Regions from separate parts of the Danio rerio genome. Here region 1 is linked to region 2. Evidence: chromatin contacts called from public Hi-C data. All regions are on one chromosome and are shown on one strand. Each heading gives the region's core, a stretch centred on a gene start, on an enhancer-like site or on the middle of the called end of the contact. The rest is flanking DNA. Distances are from core to core; before and after follow the strand shown. Region 1 has its middle 30 kb from the start of arhgef37. Region 2 overlaps slit3 (slit homolog 3 (Drosophila)).

Region 1 (4,287 bases), core at 1,744-4,243, 290 kb after region 2:
TAGTTATTAAATAAGAAATTTCAAAGCTTAAAGGAACAGTTCACCCAAAATTTTACTCACCCTTCACTTATTAAAAACCTGAGTATCTTTCCTCGAACACAAAATAAGATATTTAGAAAAATGCTGGTGGATGAGACTCATTGACACACACTGACACTATAAAATCAATACCATTAACTAGTATTTTTCAAAATATCTTCCAGAAAAAATAAAATTATAAATATTTTAAACCACATGAGACAATGAGGTAATTTTCACCTTTATGTGAACTATCCATTTATTATGCAGAGACAAATACAAGTTAATCAATGGGTAAATTGATTTCCCCTAAAAAGTTAACATGCTGTGAATCAGCAGTGCTATAAAAATAATGGCTACACCAACAGAGGCCTAACCAATGGTGTGCGTCTGGAGGTGGGACTGTCTGTTAACTGAATGAATTGAAAAAAAGGAGTGTTTAAAAGAAGGAATCTTTCATACTATTTTAGTAATAGTATTATGAGCAATAGAGCCATGGAATGAGCGATGGAGGTAGTATACTGTCCTCAATTAGGCTCTTGTTGACTGGTTCATAAAGTAAACAGTTAAAGATTAAAAGAGAAAGAAGTAGTTATAGATATGTTTTTTCTAATTTGTGGTGGACAGTTTTTTTACTTTATACCTGCACAACTTTGTTTCCTCTATCAAAGAGAAAAGAAACTAGCTTATAGTATGCTTAAGCTGTGGTTATTTTTTGCAAAACTGCACAGTAGCTTGTTTAGCATCAAAGCTATCATTAGCATTTTTATTTATCCCGGTTACAGATACTTGGCTGGGTTCTTGTAAAATATTTGCATATTTGCATTTGCAGAAAATACAAACATTAGCTGTGTTGACATTGACCCTACACTCTATGCAATTTTGAGTTTAATAGACATCTAAACATGGATGCTTTGCTAAAACAAGGCTAAATTTGGGTTGTCAGTAAAAATCTAAAAGTCATCTAATGGTCCAAAACTAGAGTCATCATACAGGCAGATTAAACAGACTGAAAGCCCAAAATTTAGCCTTGTTTTAGTCAAAGCTTCTACATTTAGATCTCTATCTGTTGAACACAAAGATGGAAGTCCATTTGTAATCTTAGTAGTAGCCTAGTACAAATAAAAAATCTTGTGTAATCTGTCAAAATTAATTTGCCAAATAAGATTTAAAAATTACTTTTGGATTACAAGAGGTAAACATTTTAAGTAAGTTTAAACCATTTAAAATAAGACAGTTGTTTAGATTGACACTGACATAGTACAATCCGTAAAGTTCTGCACATGCACAGTGATTTACTGTATCAATTGTGTATTGACATATGCATGAAAGAAGCTGTTGACATTGGATCATAATGTCATGTTTTTTCTAAAATCCGCCCTTCACATATCATCTGTCAAGTCGTGCAGGACAATGTTGTACACATTACGGCACAAAGTATCACATTTTGTTATTGTTTCTTTTTCATTTAATGGAATTTTGGTTTGCTGGTTATTTTGGTTGTCTCTATACACACAGGGAAAAAAAATACTATAGTAACTTATAGTACATACCATTTACTATAATAGTGTTTTTGAAACATATAGACAAGTACTTAAGAGAAAATACAACAACATTAGTAATATAAAGAAATGACCCAATACAGTACAAATGTTTCTACAACTATATATATTAAAAGTGACCTCACGCTTCAGTTTTTGAGCTACAAGCGTACATTCCCTAGTGAAACCAAACCACACTCTGGCCCACATTGTCATATTCGGTGAGGGGGAAAAGGAGCGAGCACTCAAGTGCAAGAAAATGGGTTTTTTAATTATAATAAGATAAAAGGCAAAGCAAACTACCCCGAGGGGGAAAACATTAACAAAAAAAATAAACAAACAAAACAAACTAGACTGGGCAGGCTGGCAGGGATCAGGGCTAAAAGACAGGACCAGGCAGGATACGTCGAGGAACTGACACAGGACAGCAAACATAAGGAGAATATAAGCAAAAATAATTAACAAACAGACAGGTGAACAGGATAAACTATGGGTTACAAGGAGTCTGGGACTAGACAATAGACAGGAGCACATTACACAATGAAACAACACAAGCCATGTGATTACATTAAATGAGACTAGAACTCATTAACCATGTGTTCACATGAGACACTGAATTACATGGCGCATGTAAACATGTACCACGTGCGAAACACAACACCAACAGACTAAACGCATGACACGAGTATACAATACATGAAAACACTCACCGTGCACTCACACATGCAACGTGCTTGTTTCATTCCAACAATAACCAAAGCTAAAACCAACTAGACTGAGACGTTGGGAATGAAACACCATATGGCAGACAGAATGAACACAAACACCAGGATGAGAGCGTGCATCGCAAACGCATCAAGCTGTAACGCACACAGCCCAAGCGCAGCCAAACACACAATGACAGAAAATGTGTGCTCAACCCAAGAATGCTTGAGCCGAGCACAACATACAAGACAAGACAGGACTACTGTCTGGACTCTGCCAAAAAAAGAAGAATTAACAAGACCATAGTGGCGGAATCCTGACACACATCTTCCAACTAGGCCAGGGCCACCCAACCGAACTGTGCATAGTGTTAATACACTTTGATTTCTATGGACTCCAATACTATTAAAACAAAAGGCGTTCATGTAAATGTATTCTAATGAGCATCTACAAACAGTGGAAACTAATCCAAAATAATAGGCAAACTCTATCCCATTGACATTTGCCCTAACATTGTGCTCCATTTTTATTATCTCCATTATAGGAAACAAAGACATCACACCCCTCATAATAGGGTCTGGATTCTAGAGTAAAACGCTGCTGAGGTTCATGCCAGGACTGGTAATCTTTGAAAAAAATCTCACAAAGCATTGCCTCCTTCTCATTACAGAGCTCTTAAAATGCAGGGCCACAACAACAACATTGGCAGCACTAGCAACGGAGTAAACAGCAGTGTGACAACATAGATGAATGGCCTTCGAGGAGAGAGACAGACCACAGCGGATCAAAGGAAGCTGCGCATGGCAACATCGGAAAACATTCACTCAAGTGTGTTATCAGCTAGTTGAGGGGCTCTCCCAGAACGTATCTACCCTTCTCCTGTGAATCTCCTCCATCAGCAGGTAGATTACACGTATCACCCGCAAGCCCATCAGAGGTGTATTTACTTTATTGTGCTTTAGCAACAGTCGTCATTCAGAAAAGCGATAATTATTAAAGGTGTTGCACAAACAAATGCCCTTTTGTTGACTCGGCTTCTGTCAGCACTGGAGATCTGACCGCAAACGAGAGCATTATGCAGCAACGAGATCAAGATCGCCGACTCCTCTGTAGTTCAGCCAGGGGGAACTGGGCTGACATCCTGAAAAGGGAAAGGAAGGGGAAAGAGCTGGAACGCTGGCGATGATAGTCACCTTCCCTCCTCGATTATCTTTCGCGATAGAGGAAACGTGCCTTGCTGCAGTCCACACACCCATACGCTGTCAACGGGGGAACAAGTCTTTAGTGCTCCCCTTCAAAAAGCACTTTTGTCTCAAATCTGTTGTCAGGAAAAGCCAGGGTGTTGGAGATATGGTAAAACAAACACAAACACACACACACACTTCATCCTGGCCTGTGGCAAGTTTATGTGCAAACAGCTGAGGTAAGCGCCTGGCTAAAGGATTAATCATTTGTAATTCCAGGTGAGAGAGTGAAATGGGCAAGAGCTCTTTGCAGAAATGAGCCCATAAAAGATTAAAACATGAGGAAAGTAATCCGGGGTGCAAAAACGAGAGGCTCTTAAATCAACACATATAGCAAAATAACGCACTTTAAATTGGTATGCTTTACAATTTATAGCAACAACATGAGTATGGAATGCTTTTGCTGCACTCAAACCTAATACATTTTTCATGCTGGATACACTCTTGATAAGTATGGATCATGACAGATGATTTACAAGTTGGCAAAGCTAATGAAACATGGAAAGCATATGGAGCAAAGAGTCCATAAATGTGTTTTTCCCCCTGTAACTTTAAATTCAGTTTCTCTCCTCTGAGACGGACCATCAGCTTGGCAAAGAAATGACAAATAGTGGTTATAATACTGATAATGCTGCATGAAGATTGTCTCTTTCTAGCAGGGATAGTGTTTGTGTTAAAGCTAAGCTTTTTTCCAAGAAGCAATTCTCGTTATACTGGTTGAAAGTCTTTTCACGTCCTGATAGCAATCTATAATTAAAGTGGTCTAAATACATGTATAT
Region 2 (4,448 bases), core at 1,905-4,404:
GGGGGTTTATGGAAGACGAATGAGTGTGTATGTTTGATGTTTTGAAATCATTTAGGCTGCTATATGTCTGTTTAGATTTTGTCGCAGTAAAAAAAGACTGGCTTTATGGGTTTATTTACTGTGTAGAACAGAGGTGCAATTGTGTTTGTGGGTTCGTTATAAAATCCAGTGAGCTACACAAGCAGCTGCCTTCTAAGGGAGCATCATAAGCAGCCATGAGAAACATTCCTCGTGGCACACTGAAGATCTGCAGTGCAAAAATCTGATGGTAGCATGTTTCTAAGCTAAATTAGAAAAGTGTCATTTATATCAACAAGCTTTTAAATGACTTCAAACTATTTTTAATGAACTTAGGGCCCTATCATACACCCGGCGCAATAAGGTGCAAGTCAATGTTTGGTGCAATTTGTTGCTATTTTCAGACCAGCGCAACCCTAATTTACACGTTTTGCACCACATCGATAAAATAGCAAATCCATTTGCGCCTCTTTGTGGGCTAATGGGTGTTCCAGTCTAGAAAGAAGGTGTGTTTAGGTGCTTTGTTGGAACGTTGGTATTTTGAGGAACTAAAAATAGAGCCATTGACCAACTGAAAGCTGGTCTAAAGTCCAGCATAAAGTGCGTTAATTATGCGCCCATGCGGGTCTAAACTTACACATTGCTTAATACACACAGGATGTACAGCAATACACAAATATCTTTAAGTGTGATATTTATTAAACTTTAAAAATATTAATTTCTACATAAATATATAAAACCAATACCCACAAGCCTTCTTCACATCAGGTTTTTTTTTTTTTCGCTTTATTCATGACAATTTGCATTTGTATAATGTTGTTATTATTATTATTATTATTAGTATTACTTATTATTTGCATATTTATATTTGTTTTAATAAAAACAAGTTTATATTTTTCCATCTGTTGAGTTTTGGACCATATAGGGCATAAGACATGTTTGGAAATAACTCATTTGACCACACTTCGTTATTATTGTTCATTTATTTGTTTGCTGAAAATTAGAACAGAATTTAGAAATAGTTTTGAAACAAATCTGCGCTTAAAAAAGGAATTTAATTATGTGGACTTATGGATGTCTTCAGTGGAGTGTGTACATCACCATTTCTTATTTACGAAAGTAAAGGAGTAAAGCTAAGAGTAAAAGTAAAGTGAAAGTTAAGTGGCCAAATGGAGGAGGCTATTTCTTTATCCTCGCACTGCAGATAGTCCGTTTAACTGTTTTTTTTTTACGCTGATTAAGCATATAGTTTTGCAAAGTCCGCAATTCAAATAGGAAATGTGCCATGGCGCGACACAACTGACACGTAAAGGGAATGGGGGATGAGACTCTGATTGGTTTAATGCATGCTGTGCTCAAAACACACCCGTAACTCATTAACAAAATAAGCACAACCCTGTTAGACCATGCACCAGAGCGCAGGCAATATTTTTTCGTCCTTAAAATAGCAAAAGTGGATTCGGACATGTCCTTAATGCTTTTGGGCCATGTGGGAAGGTAACTTAATTTTAATTTCTCTCAACAAATGATCTTAGAGCATGGTGTAGTGTCTTTTCTTATCTTTAAGTCTTAAAAAATTTTACTTTTAAAAGGACAATTTGCCAATTTACAACCAGTGTTTGTTACAATTTCTGTAAAAAATGCAAATAACCAATGTGTACTCTTATTTTCTGGATGATGTGAAACATAACAAAAAATAAGTTTCTTTTCTTTCAACCAGTCTAATCCAGCCCATTGTATTATAATTATTTTGCCAAAAAGAAATGCAAGTCTTTTCCTATCCATTTTAACTACACATGTAGCATATATTTATCAAAAATATTCATGTTTCTATGCCCTAAACCATAGTATTTTAACACAAGAATTACCAGAATTCTATAACTATTAGAATTACCACGTCATGTTAATATTAAAAGCTTTCATTTAGATATTAAAATTAAATTTGGATGTCTGTCGTCATATTTCATTAAGTCATCACCCTAATAATACAGTCTTTTTGGTTATACATACTATAAATTTGTACTGGAGCACAAATAACTGCACCTCAATTTAATTTTCACTTTCATGAGCAGCGCAGAAAGCTTTTCGTGGCACCGAAATATGTTATAGATATACATTTAAAAAATAACGTATATCTGAAGTTGTATACGTTGATGTAGTTAAATAGGCAGGGGGAAAAGTAGCAGACACTGAAATGCATGCTGTCATTTTGAACGATATGCTAGTTAAAGGTAGAAATTTTCTTGTTTTTTGTAATTTTAATAAAAAAACAAGGTTAAAATGGAATATAAACATTTTTTTAAAGTTAGGGTATTATAGTTTTGTGGGTTTAATTTCAACAAAGTTATCAAAATTGCAAATATTGAAAACAGTCAAGCTGCCTATGTAGTTCTAGTGTTCATAAAGCCAGCAGTAAATGTATAATTTTGTTCATTATCCACCCCTTAAGTTTCCATACTAATAGTAATATGCACTTTACTACAACTTTACAATGCACAGTACTACAACAAAACTTCAAGTGTAAATAAGGTACAAAGATGTACCTTTAGGAGGGTATTCAATAAAATAAAAACTGTCCACAAGTATGTGTGCATGTTCACTCTATCCTCACCTGTACACAGTGGTTGGGGGGTATTTGGAAATGTCATAGATCAAACGGATGTGTCCCTGGTACAGTTCTAGGGCGAGTGGGTCATGGTCCTCTTTATACAACAGAATGCCATTATCCTTATCAGTGGCTACCTGCAAAGACAGAAAGAGGGGAATTGGGAAAGAGACATTGAAAGTTCAGTGAAGGAGAACGGCAGGAACACTTCTCGAAGTGATCGAGGTGGAGGGCTAAAAGGAAAAAAAAGTACAAAACAATCAAGAGTGTGTGATAAGCACACTATTTTGACGCAACACATACGCTGAAAGACAACCGCTGCAGGCCTTGAACTTAACTCCCTGTTTAGTCGAGGGCATCAAACGAAACGCCTGAGAGCAAGCTGTGATGGAAAACAGCTCACGTTTATATATAAGCGCTAGTCCGGGAGGATGAGGGGAAAGAAAAGAGCAGTTGATAGCTTATGGAGTGTGGAAGCCCCTACACACATCAGCTAGGGGCCGAGTGGACTGCTTACATTCATAGCCTGGAGGGATATGAAGAAGATAATGTGTCCCTGTATTCGCTTTCTGTCAGTGGATGTGTCACAGGAGGACCAAGTCATTAACACTGTTTAGCACAGTTTTACTAAGAACGCTGGAAATAAAAAAAGCATCCTAATTTGATTGCTTTTCTATATTTGCTGCTCCCAAGCGCCTGCAGAATCTGCGTGTTGTCCTTTAGGGGCTGTTCACAGTCAGTTGGTGCGACTGAACAAAGCGAGAAGGTAAAATATTGTTAAATCTTATGAAATATTTTACAGCAAAAAACGTTGATGCTCTTTGAAAGGGTCATATAAGAGATTATTTACCATATGGCAACCTTTTCTTAATGTTTTTGGAGAAAGCGGATGAATTGTGCTGAATAGATATTGTTTTGTTTTTGTTTTTTATTTTACAAGTCTGACTCAGCAAACAATTTTGTGTTTAATAGATGTCTAATAGACATCTAAATGTAGACAGCTTGGCTAAACCAAGGCTAAACTTGGGCTGTCAGTGAAAATCTTATAGATCTCTAAGAATAGCCCAAAACATTAGACAGACTTTATATATGTAGTCATTAATTGTTGTTTATTTGACATCTATTAGATTTTCACTGACAGCCCAGATTTTTAGCCTTGTTTTAGCCAAGATGACTGTTTAGACGTCTATTAGACATAAAAAAAAAAGCTTGCTGGAGACTTGCTTTTTCTTAGTTTTGTTTTTCTGTTCTGTCTAAAAAACTAAATAAAATGTAAGTAAATAAAATAAGAAGAACCTAAACAAAAAATATATATTTTACAGCAAGTCTGAGGATACTACTCATAAACATTTAAAGATACACATTTTTTACCGGAATTTTATTTTCAGATATCTAAGATTTTTATAGTATTTAAATTGTTCAATATAGCATTTATTTCCAAAGTACCATTACAGCTTGGCAAGTGTTATTCCGACATTAACATGCTTTTTAAAGGCAATTCTTGGAATCACTTGAGTTTGGAGAACCTTCTATCAGGCATTACAAACAGCTACCACCACCTTAAAGACATTCTGTGTACACAAAGAAGATAAATTTCACCATGGTGGATAAAAAACTAGCCTCAAAAAGTAAGTAAAGCCTTATTTTTTTAACCGAAGGTATTTCCTTATGATTAAAAGTTGTTTTAGTTAATGAAAAACAATCAGTTGCTGTTTAACAAAGTTGTTAGTCCAAGCCATCTTTCTTATACTATAACTGGCATTTGAAGACTTTCTAACGTATCACATCATTGTGATAAACGCAACATTAAAATAAATTCAAGAAC

Evidence for each region. A called contact is a pair of places that touch in the nucleus more often than the background predicts.
Region 1: a contact with region 2 is called in a Hi-C map of embryo, with 2.5 times the contacts expected there. The contact joins two enhancer-like sites. A contact is called at or near these places in 2 of 18 Hi-C or Micro-C datasets (caudal fin and embryo) and 1 of 4 datasets of contacts at active chromatin or transcription factors (caudal fin).

Annotation. Positions count from the first base shown.
Region 1 is chr14:29,071,173-29,075,459 of GRCz12tu, forward strand. No RefSeq gene overlaps it. Among named protein-coding and RNA genes, the nearest start is that of arhgef37, 30 kb to the right of the region's middle. Within about 2 kb of position 2,994, at least 4 of the 62 cell types and tissues checked have an H3K27ac peak or open chromatin away from gene starts, as enhancers often do.
Region 2 is chr14:28,778,602-28,783,049 of GRCz12tu, forward strand. slit3 (slit homolog 3 (Drosophila)) reads right to left here. Exons shown (of 36, transcript NM_131736.3): 32 at 2,630-2,760. Among named protein-coding and RNA genes, the nearest start is that of mir218a-1, 54 kb to the right of the region's middle. Within about 2 kb of position 3,155, at least 3 of the 62 cell types and tissues checked have an H3K27ac peak or open chromatin away from gene starts, as enhancers often do.